Regions from separate parts of the Anas platyrhynchos genome. Here region 1 is linked to region 2. A link is a contact called in public Hi-C data. All regions are on one chromosome and are shown on one strand. The core of a region is the stretch at or near the end of the contact, and the rest is flanking DNA. Distances in the headings are between cores, read along the strand shown. Region 1 holds the start of ALKBH8 (alkB homolog 8, tRNA methyltransferase). Region 2 holds the start of SLC35F2 (solute carrier family 35 member F2).

Region 1 (4,910 bases), core at 70-2,569, 130 kb before region 2:
TCTGTGTCTGAACTGAGCCTGAATTCTCTGCCTTGTCAGTTACATTAAGTCAGTTCTGCAGCCTCAAAACCCCACAGTCTGACATAATTCCAGAGTTAAGGAACCACGCTCAGTTGTATGTAATTGTAAGCAACTATATACCTGTATTTGGTGGCATCTCAGACCCACTTTACAAAGCCCAACATGACTACAGGGGTAGAAAAACAAAAAAGCATGGAGCAAATACACTGAAACAACCTCCCCCGCAATCCCAGCTCAGGTTACAGCATCAGTAACCGGTCTGACATTACAACTGGGGTTAATTTAAAGTTTAGCAGCCACCCGGGGGCCGCTGCTGTGTGCGGAGCTGAGCGGCTGCTGCCAGCGGGGGGAGCGCTGCGCCCACTTATCAAGCTTATCGTCTGGATTGGGGTCGGGTTTGTTCCCCGGAAACCGAAACACAAACGTAGGCAGACACTGCATATATAGAGACATCAAAACTCGTGGGAGAAATGAAATTCAAGAATTCTCATGGGGAAACCTGGATGTTCCAGCATCGCCTCAAAACACCTGAAAGCGCCAGCGGATCCCCGTCGCTATCCCCACCGCTTTTTCACCACTGAAAGCCAGCACCTAAACCTTCCACCCATTTCCCTCAAATTTACAGGCTCTGGGGACGCGTGAAAAATAGTAAAATAGTAGCTATTTTTAAAAATAGTAAAAGTAATGACAACAAGGATCTGCGCACGCTTTTCCACCCCCTTTCCGCTGGGGAGCTGCCCCCCTCTCCCCCAGCCGGCGCCGCGCGGTACCTGGCTGGCGGCCGCCATCTTGGGGCAGGCAGCCCCGCCGCTCCGCCCGCCGACATGGCGGCGCCCCGCCCTGAGCCCGCCCAGCGGGACGGGTCCCTGCTGGCCGGCGAAGGCTGAGGGAACCCTTTCCTGAGCAAAAATACTGCTGGGTGAAAAAAAGACACCCGTAAACGGCGGTGCTCGGGGCTCTCTGATGGGTTTTCCCGAGCGCTGGCATGGGCTAGGGCTGTGTCACGGTGCTCGGGGACCGGGAGGCTGGGCGGTGTGCGGAGGGAGGGGAGTGGCCGCCGCCCTCCCCTTCTGTCTCCTGTCAAAGATTCACGGTTGTTTTTCCTCACTGAAGTGCACAAGATCGTCGTCATCCTCCTTCCAGTGTATAAATACTTTCCAGTGTGTGAATTCTTACTCTGAGGCGGCAGGAGAAGCACAGCAACATTTGAACCCACATCCCCAGTGGAGCAGCAGCATTCGGCCTCGTGCTGGACTGTTTCACAAAACAAAGTGTTACACACAAAAAACAGACCAGACCCATCCAGTATACCCTACCTACAGCTGGGACCCCAAAACCTGGCACAGAGCTATCACCCAGAACTGTAATGTTGTCAGTGCCCACAGAGGACACCGCTGCAGACAGCGCTGATCAAATGACCTTTAGCAAGCTCTGTGCTAGAGGCAGAGGAAGGCAAAAACACCCCAATAAAGCTAAGGCCACATGAAGACTAAGCCAATGTTTGTATTTCCCCACATTGCTTCTCTGTTCATGAGTAAACCCACTAAGCCTGCTCAGTAAAACTGCACTGCTGAGCAACCTGCGCCTTGCTGAAGGAAGTATCTGCACAGCTCACTGTGCCTTAAAATCATCCCCTGAGTCAGAGAGAAAACACCTAAATTTTCTGTTCCCTTCATTTTTCTCTGCCATCATAAACTAATCTAGCCTCATGCTACACCACCACCACCATATGACCTCTTTCCCCTTTTTTCTCCAAAACACTGAAGTTCGGCATTACCTACTTTTTTTCTATTAGCACACTATTCTCACTATAGCTTATTATCTAAAAACTGCATTTTTTTTTCTCTATTTAACTACCAGGCTGGTTTCTTTTCTCTCTCTTAACCTCCTCTGTGGGTATTTAACCTTTTTCAAGATCAATTTGATGTGGGATTCCCAGGTGGGTGGTATGCAAGGCAGCCAATGAGCCTTGTAGACCTGCAGTCAGAAGCCAGCTCCATGACTTTGTCCCAGATCTATACTCAGAGTCTCCCCATATAGTTCGGTAGGGCTGTGCTTACCCAGGGAAAAAGGTATATTTTGCTTGGGGTATATACCATGACCTGTGCTGCAGACAAAGCTATCCCATAGTACAAGCACACCGAGGATATGAAGTTGATTGGGCACATCTGCTAGCCCGTGAAGACAGTATTTGGTCAGAAAGGGCACCACACTTCTTTCCTTCCACCACAGTCCGTGGCCCTACATCACTCTCCATCTTTGACCCACACAGGCCACGTGTACCCTCACGAGATATTGTGATAGCAAAAATCTTATGCTTAAGTTTTCTCACACATACAGCATGGATATGAAATGTCTACCTAATGAGAGTATGGTGGGGAGCTTGTTAACCCTTGCAGACACTAAGTATTAGCAGTGTCTGGTCTTTTTATAAGCCAGAATGAACAGGGGAAAGAACAACCACGCAGTGCCAGCAGCTGCTGTCTCTATAAGGATATTCTGTGAGGCTCTCAGCCCTGGAAACCATGCAACCCAAAAACTACTGAAAGGATGATTTTAATGAATTCAGTTTGTACTTCATTACCATTTGTTCTGACAAGTGGAAAATACCTGCCCAAAGGTTGTTTCTCTCAAGTGCCCACATTCCAATTCAAAGCCCTGACTGTGTGGGCTCTCAGTTCTTGTACTTGGCGGTCTATGTGTGTTTTATCCCACTGGGACTCACTGCTGGTAGGTAAGAAATAGAACATAGGCTTAGTGGGATGTTACATTTCAGAGCACAAACCAAGAGGTTCTGGCAGCTGCCTAATCCTATGTTCTCCAGCCATCGTTTGGGTTTATTCGGCTTTATTCTCTTCAGAATTGCTTTCTGGGGAAGAAGAGACATATTGTGTACTTTTTTTTTTCTTGAAATATCCCCTTATGATTAAGAGTAGTGAAGAATTCAGCATGCATATTGGAATAATCTTTCAGTTTTTCCATTGTAAATGTATCAATTTGCATATCAATATAACTTCTATAAACAGCATTTGCACATAAGAAAATTCCACCAATTAAAAGTAATACAGTTAAGAAATGGCCATGTGTTTTTTTGTTGTTGTTGTTGTTTTGCTTGTTTGTTTTTTTCTTAATATAGGCTTATTTTGGTCAAATCAGAACCACCATTTCCTTTACAATTTAAGCCCTGAAAGGCTGTGCAGTCCCTTCTAATGCCAGTTAACATGGGCACAGATTCCTCCCACAGATAACACCGTGCTTATTGACCACAAGTAAAAATACATCTCCATATGGTTAACAATATCATCACTGACTAACCCACAAAATAGCTTACAGAAGAAGGGATTCAAACACATTTGCATTTCATGTTAATATAATCACTGATAAAAAGCACTTTGGGAGAAATCTAATTTTTTCTTAAAAAAAAAAATCCATTTTTAGAATAATATTTTGCTTTGAAAATTCACTACATATTCTAGTTTGGAATTAATTAACAAATTAATTTCATATTTTTCTTAAACAAGAAAAAAATCTCTGTTGGAAAGACTTGGCTTTGTCTCATTTTATTTTTTGTAACTGATAATCAGGAAACATCTTCTGAAGCAGAATGTCATGCTCCCGCTTACTTGTAGGTGAGGAATAAAATGCTTATGACTTATTCCAGGAGCAAATTACAATATTCACTATGCTGTTAGCTGTTTCACCTTTGACATATTTGCCTATTCTCTCTAATTCCCCATCCACTTCATGTGATAGTAAGCAAACAGGTAAGAACACTTCTGTTTCCTTCAACAAAACACAGGTTATATAGACAATCTCACTCCCTTTGATACTGCTGCAATCCAAGCCATGCTTTAGCCTAATGTGATCACACTGGATTTCCGTCATTTTCAAAGCCAATTAAAAGAATATCACAGGAAGGTAGCAGGATTTGTTGTATCAAATCTCTTGATTTAAGAAGCTGCAGTTTAAGAATCATGACAAATAGGATATGTTCCAGAATAACATTTTGTTACAGAAATAAGAAACCTCTTAGCTCAAAATCACCCGAGAGTGGGTACTGTATGGTACTGTAAAGGAGTACCATAGTAAGTGATGAGACACAGATGGATTGTTTTAGGATAGCATTCATGTAATAGTGAGGGACTTTGACAAATGTCTGTTGACCTAAATTCAAAATGTGCTACTGCTGCCGCTTACAATAGTAAAATTCTCCATAACAAACCTCTGCAATGCCAAAGGCTTATATTTTTCAGGAAGATAGCAAGGCTGGCTCTGTGCTGCATGTCATTTTGATTCTGTATTTGTGCTGTTCGATGCTAGATTGCATATTTCTTTCTAAACAAAGAAAAGCAACCCCCAAATATCTTTCAGAATCTTTTAGTGATTGCATAAGACCAAGAACAGAGACAGGGAGAAATCTAGGCCCTGGTAAAATCAATGGGGGTTGTGCCAGTTATTACAGTGAAGGCAGGATTTATCTTGATTTTCAAATACTAGCAAACAAAAATATTTTATTCTGAATAGAATCAGAACATTAAATAATATGTGCTTGAATACTTGTTTTCCCTTTCCTTTAATATAAGCTGATTTTTTCCTGAAATCTTTAGATTCAGGGTATAAGAACTTTTAGAAATACATTACATAGCATAAATCTCACAATAACATTGTATGATTTGTGTCATAAACAGAAAATTATTGGTATGTTCAATTCCATCATTGTGAGGTACCATCCTCCTGTGCAGCAAGTTTCTTTGACACAATGATACAACTTTCTCTGAGTTTCTGAGCAGGCAGATCTCAGCGCTGCGTTGGAACAGCTACAGACCTCATCAGCCAGGGAACGTAAAAGCTCAATGAATGTTTAGGATTGGGCAGAGGTTAACTAAACC
Region 2 (5,308 bases), core at 532-3,031:
TTAAAATTTATTTATGCCAGAAGTTAAACAGTAATAGGTAACACTTGGCAACACTCCACGTAGACAGCTTACTCACATTTCAACTTTAACTACTACTACTACTACTGACCCCTTCCTGAACAAGAAAAACAAAAAGGAGACAGACTTTCATTTGAACAATCCCACATTGCCATGTGAATTGATATACAAAAATACAGGTTCAGACTGAAGCCATATTCCAATATGATGAGTAGATAATTCAGGAGAGAAAAAGGTTTTTTCCAGAGTTACACTTTTCAGTGTTTTAATACTCTACTTTGAAATCGAGGTCAATTTAATTTGTAAAAGGTAAGGAACTGGAAGAAAAAAAAAAAAACAAAAAACAAAAAACTTTTGCTTCAAGAACCAGAAAGTATACTACCTATGTTTTTTCCCCATGTATTAAAAAAAAAAAAAAAAAAAAAAGTCCAGCTCATTTATTACATACAAGCATCAAACCTCCGTATACTCAGGCTTCTAAGAAATCTCAGGTGGCTGAGCCTCCAACCACCTGGAAAAAAAAATAAAATTAAATTCAGTAACTCAGAGAGGACCTTGCAGAAGTCAGCGAGAGCTACTTATTTTCTTTCAAGTACCAGCAACAGGCTCAGTACAGCCCTTTGGCAACATTTTGGCAAAACCACTAGTACAGGTGAGGTTCCTGAGCTCCTAATTCCAGTCCTATCCTGCCTTTTGAGGAATTCCTGGCATGCAGGAGGAACTGGAAGAGGAAAAGCTTGTAACCAAGAACAGAAAGGCGGGTTTTACCCTCGGGAATGGGTCTGTACCTGACCACACACAGCCCTGTGAGGTTCAGGTGTTAAGTGTGATGCTGGCAGGACAGCAAACGTCCTGCTTGTCAGCTGAGGGTACCTGAGGACTTCACAGAGACTCACCTGCAGCCCTAAAAAGGTTTTTAAACAGAGATCCCCTCCAAATGAAGGCAAAACGTGTGGGCATGGGGTAGTTCTCACAAGCGGTTTATGCTCGCTGAAGGCAGCCCTTGCCCTGCACACGGAGGCATGCGGCACCTGCACAGCCCGGTGGGCTTCTCCCCCCAAATTTTCTGTGCTTTACCAGTGCTGCCAGCGGAGGTGATACACATCTCAGGGGCTCTGTCCCAAGCTGATTCAAGGGATAAGGGGATGGGAGACCTTGGTCTCTGTGGGCTCCACACTCTCAGGTATTTTCTGTTACCTCTCTCCCCCCACCCCCCTTTGCCACAACGCCGCTAAAAAGAGAAAAGCACGGCTAAAGAGCAAAACATCACACTAAAACAGACCTACCAAACCCAACCCAACGACCCCGGAGCAGCCCGGCCCCTCTCCACGCCGGGAGCTGCAGCCCAGCGCTCCCCTCAGCGGGGCTCCGCTCCCCCCCACGATCCCCCCCGAAGCCCCGCAGCCTCCTCCCCGTTCCCGATGGGGCTGAGCAGCTCGGCGAGCAGCTCGGCGAGCAGCCCGGCTCCACGTGGAGGCCGGCAGCTGCCGACTCACCATGTGCACAGCTTGGCCCTGAGCTGCGCCAGCAGCCGGCGCCGAGGAGGAGAAGCAGCAGCGGCGGCCCCTTGGGGCGCCTCAGCCCCGGCCTCGGCTCCGGCCCCCGCAGGCTCCATGGCGCGGCGCTGCCCCGCAGCCCCCTGCCCGCCGTGAGGGAAGGAGCTCGGCAGCGTTGCCTGCCGGCCCTGGCCCAGCTTTCCCTTCGCTAGAGGCCGGGCCCAGCTTTGTGCCCGCCGAGGAGCCGCCCGCCCCCAGGCGGGGCATGGCTCGTCGTGAGGCGGGAGGGTTGTGGGGATTCGTGTGTGTGTGGCAGGAGTGCCCGAGCTCTGCCTTCCTTGGGACCAAGTTACCCCAGAGTCGTAGGTTTGAAGTGATCTCTGCCGCAGCTCCTCCAAGTCTCCAGTTCGCACTGATGAGCTGCATCCAGAAAGATTTAACCCTGCCCTCGTCCTCTTCACCCACAGCTCTCACAGAATCACAGAATTGTCTAGGTTGGAAGAGACCTCAAGATCATCGAGTCCAACCTCTGACCTAACACTAACAAGTCCTCCACTAAACCATATCCCTAAGCTCTACATCTAAACGTCTTTTAAAGACTTCCAGGGATGGTGACTCCACCACTTACCTGGGCAGCCCATTCCAATGCCTCACAACCCTCTCAGTAAAGAAATTCTTCCTAATATCCAACCCAAAACACCCCTGGCACAACTTAAGCCCATTCCCCCTCATCCTGTCACCAGGCACGTGGGAGAACAGACCAACTCCCACCTCGCTACAGCCTCCTTTAAGGTATCTGTAGAGAGCAATAAGGTCGCCCCTGAGCCTCCTCTTCTCCAGGCTGAACAAGCCCAGCTCCCTCAGCCGGTCCTCGTAGGACTTGTTCTCCAGGCCCCTCACCAGTTTCATCGCCCTTCTCTGGACCCTTTCGAGCACCTCGATGTCCTTGTAGCGAGGGGCCCAAAACTGAACACAGTACTCTCAAGTACTCTCAAAGTAAGATTAAAAAATAGAAGAATTATCATCCACTACACATGTTGTCATATCTGATCCCTACAACTGAGGTACTATTATCTTTGCCTTTCATTTTATTTGTCATATATTTGCAATCTGCTGCAGATTCACCAGCGATGGGGAATCATGGGTTTGGTGCTTTTGGTCTCCACCTAAGCTCCACACTAGGAGTTCAACAATCCAGGTAGGCTGCAGCTGCCCCACACCTGGGGGCTGCTCTGGTGTAACAAACTCACTGTCTTTGGAAAATTGTATGGTTTGTGGGTAAGCATGGCCATGAACACAGAGATACTGGGATATCTAGGAGCCAGGAGCTGGACTCAGTGATCTTTGTGGGTCCCTTCCAACTCGGGATATTCTGTGATTCTGCGATGACTTCGTGCTGAGGCACTCCTGCTTCAGGCTCCTGCTCTTTACCACAGTTCTGTGTTCACCTCAGGTGTGACCAGAGCTGCATGGTGCTGGTGAGGCCAGTGACAGAGACATGTCCCATTCAGCCCAGGACTGGCATTATCGCTCCCTTGCGCTGCCTCACAAGCAGAAACTTGTGTGTGAACACAAAGGCTGTGCATCCTCCTTCAGCTGTGACAGCTCCGCTCCTGGAGATCTACCAAAGCAACTGGGCTCACTACAATGTGGTTTACTCTGTCTTTACCAGGGCGAGTGGTTAAGTTTAACCACACTCAGGATGCATTTTGATTTTCAATGGTCCTCTAAAATAGGATACATCTCTTTTGACTTTGAAAATCATGGGTAAAGAACTATTAGCAATGTATTTGCAGAGTTCTTTAAAAAATGAGGTATATTCAAGATTTATGTCAAACTATTTCAAAGTCTCATTGAAAGAACTGAGAATCTAAGTATTTCTCACAGCTGGTTATCTTCTAGAATGGTTAGGGGATACTCCAAAAGTAATGGCGTAGCTACTTTTCAAAAGATAAAAATACAGATGAGAGGATATAAAAGTATTAGCACAGCCATTACAAATGAGACTCAGATGTACCTCGCATATCATTATCTGTTTTCTTGTCCTTTTTGTTAAAGTTTGACTTCAGTGTGTTGGATCAAGCTGTTAATGCTGCTAAGACAAACTTAAGTTTCAGCAGGTGATAAAAGTAGGTGGGGGGAGGAGTCTCTCCTGGCTTCTTCCTAACAAAATCTGCTCCACGGCTGGAGTCAATCTGTTCTCTCTCACTGTGCTATTTGTGTATTATTTTCAATAATAGCAGGTAAAAACAAATAACATAATTTTTAAGTTGACAGGATCTGATTTAAATTCCAAGGAACTTAAAGCAAAGTGCCATTGTACACCCTGACACTTTACCATATATTGCTATTTTCTGGTTTTACTTTATCTACGGCAAGAAACACAAAATATACAAAATATTGTAGATGAACTTAAAATCTGAAACTGCTGCTGTGGTTCCTAATAAAATTATGAACAAGCAAAATTGTGAGTTTTTTTATCAAAAGCATTTATACCACTAGAGGTCCTTCATGGTCAGATTATGATTTCTTACACATTTTTTTCTCCACTTCTTTATGCATACTACATATGAGGATTACTGTCTATAAAGAAATTTATTTTGTTCATTATAATATAATCTTAGAAAAATGGTGATTTTTCTTGCTGAATTGTTTTACAGGAAGAAAAACAAAAGAGTATATGGATTTTTTATAGAGAATATTTTATATAGAATATTTAATGGAAACTCCTTTTTTATGAAGTAAAATGTAATTTTATTTTGTAGCTCAACAACTGCACATTTAACATTTCCAATTTTTCATCAACTTACACTCTGCTTCTCCAACAAAACCTCTCTTCTGTTAGAAAAAAATAAATAAAAAGAAGCGAAGGTCAAACTACTGAGACAATTCAGAATAAACAATTCAAACAATAGAAAAATATATAAGGTAAATTTTGTCTGCCTTATTTTCGTGGCTTTCTTCATATTTTTCCAAGTTAGAAGACGGTTGATAATGTTTGAAAACTGAAAGAACTGTGCAACCTTGGGAACTTGGGTAGTAGGACTGAGATTAGATGTATCTTTGCAAAACACAATACCGCTTATCTGGAAACCAGTAACAAAGATTTGCAGCGTATGCTCATCGTTTGGAAACAATGAGGTCCTAAGACAAAGAAGTACTTGCTGTTCTCAGGATGGCCATGAGCTGGAAAGGCCTAGTAGCAACACAAAGGGCAAATGGTAATCTTAGGATGCGTCAGCACCCAGAGCCAGGACAAGAAGCAATGGGTACAAAGTGGCACACAGGAGGTTCCCTCTGAACATCAGGGAGCACTTTGGTACTTTGCAGTGCTGTACTGTGCAGCACTGCTGTACTGAGCACTGCGCCTCGCTGGCACAGGCTGCCCTGAGAGGCTGTGGAGTCTCCTCTTTGGAGATCTTCAAAAGCCGCCTGGATGTGGTCCTGGGCAGCCTGCTCTGTGTGTCCCTGCTTGGGCAGGGGTTGGAGCAGACCTCCAGAGGTCCCTGCCAACCTCAACAATCCGGTGATTCTGTGGGCCTGTGATCAGCTGGAATCAAGACAGAGATGCACTGGACTATCATTGGTCCTTGGAGAGAATTCTTCTGAAAGATGGTGTGCCTGATGATTACTCATGTTCAAGAAGAATGCACAAAAAAGATGCAAAAATGGAGGCCATGAGAGCATGGCTTATTAGTCTAGCTGAGATGCTGAGATGGACAAGGCTGCTGTCAAAAAAAATGCACTGAGAACAAACCTTAGAAAAGGAGATAAACCTTTACAAAAATAAAAGA

Evidence for each region. Hi-C and Micro-C count contacts between places; a contact is called where the count stands out from the background.
Region 1: a Hi-C map of skeletal muscle shows a contact between it and region 2, with 3 times the contacts expected there. The contact joins the promoter of ALKBH8 here to the promoter of SLC35F2 in region 2. A contact is called at or near these places in 3 of 8 Hi-C or Micro-C datasets (liver and skeletal muscle).

What each region holds. Positions count from the first base shown.
Region 1 is chr1:190,436,402-190,441,311 of IASCAAS_PekinDuck_T2T, reverse strand. ALKBH8 (alkB homolog 8, tRNA methyltransferase) reads right to left here and starts at 1,319. Exons shown (of 12, transcript XM_027468357.3): 1 at 792-1,319. The coding sequence starts at 809. It overlaps LOC106019082 (a long non-coding RNA gene), which reads right to left. Exons shown (of 3, transcript XR_011806515.1): 3 at 3,580-4,910.
Region 2 is chr1:190,303,611-190,308,918 of IASCAAS_PekinDuck_T2T, reverse strand. SLC35F2 (solute carrier family 35 member F2) reads right to left here and starts at 1,781. Exons shown (of 8, transcript XM_038175734.2): 1 at 1,515-1,781. The coding sequence starts at 1,633.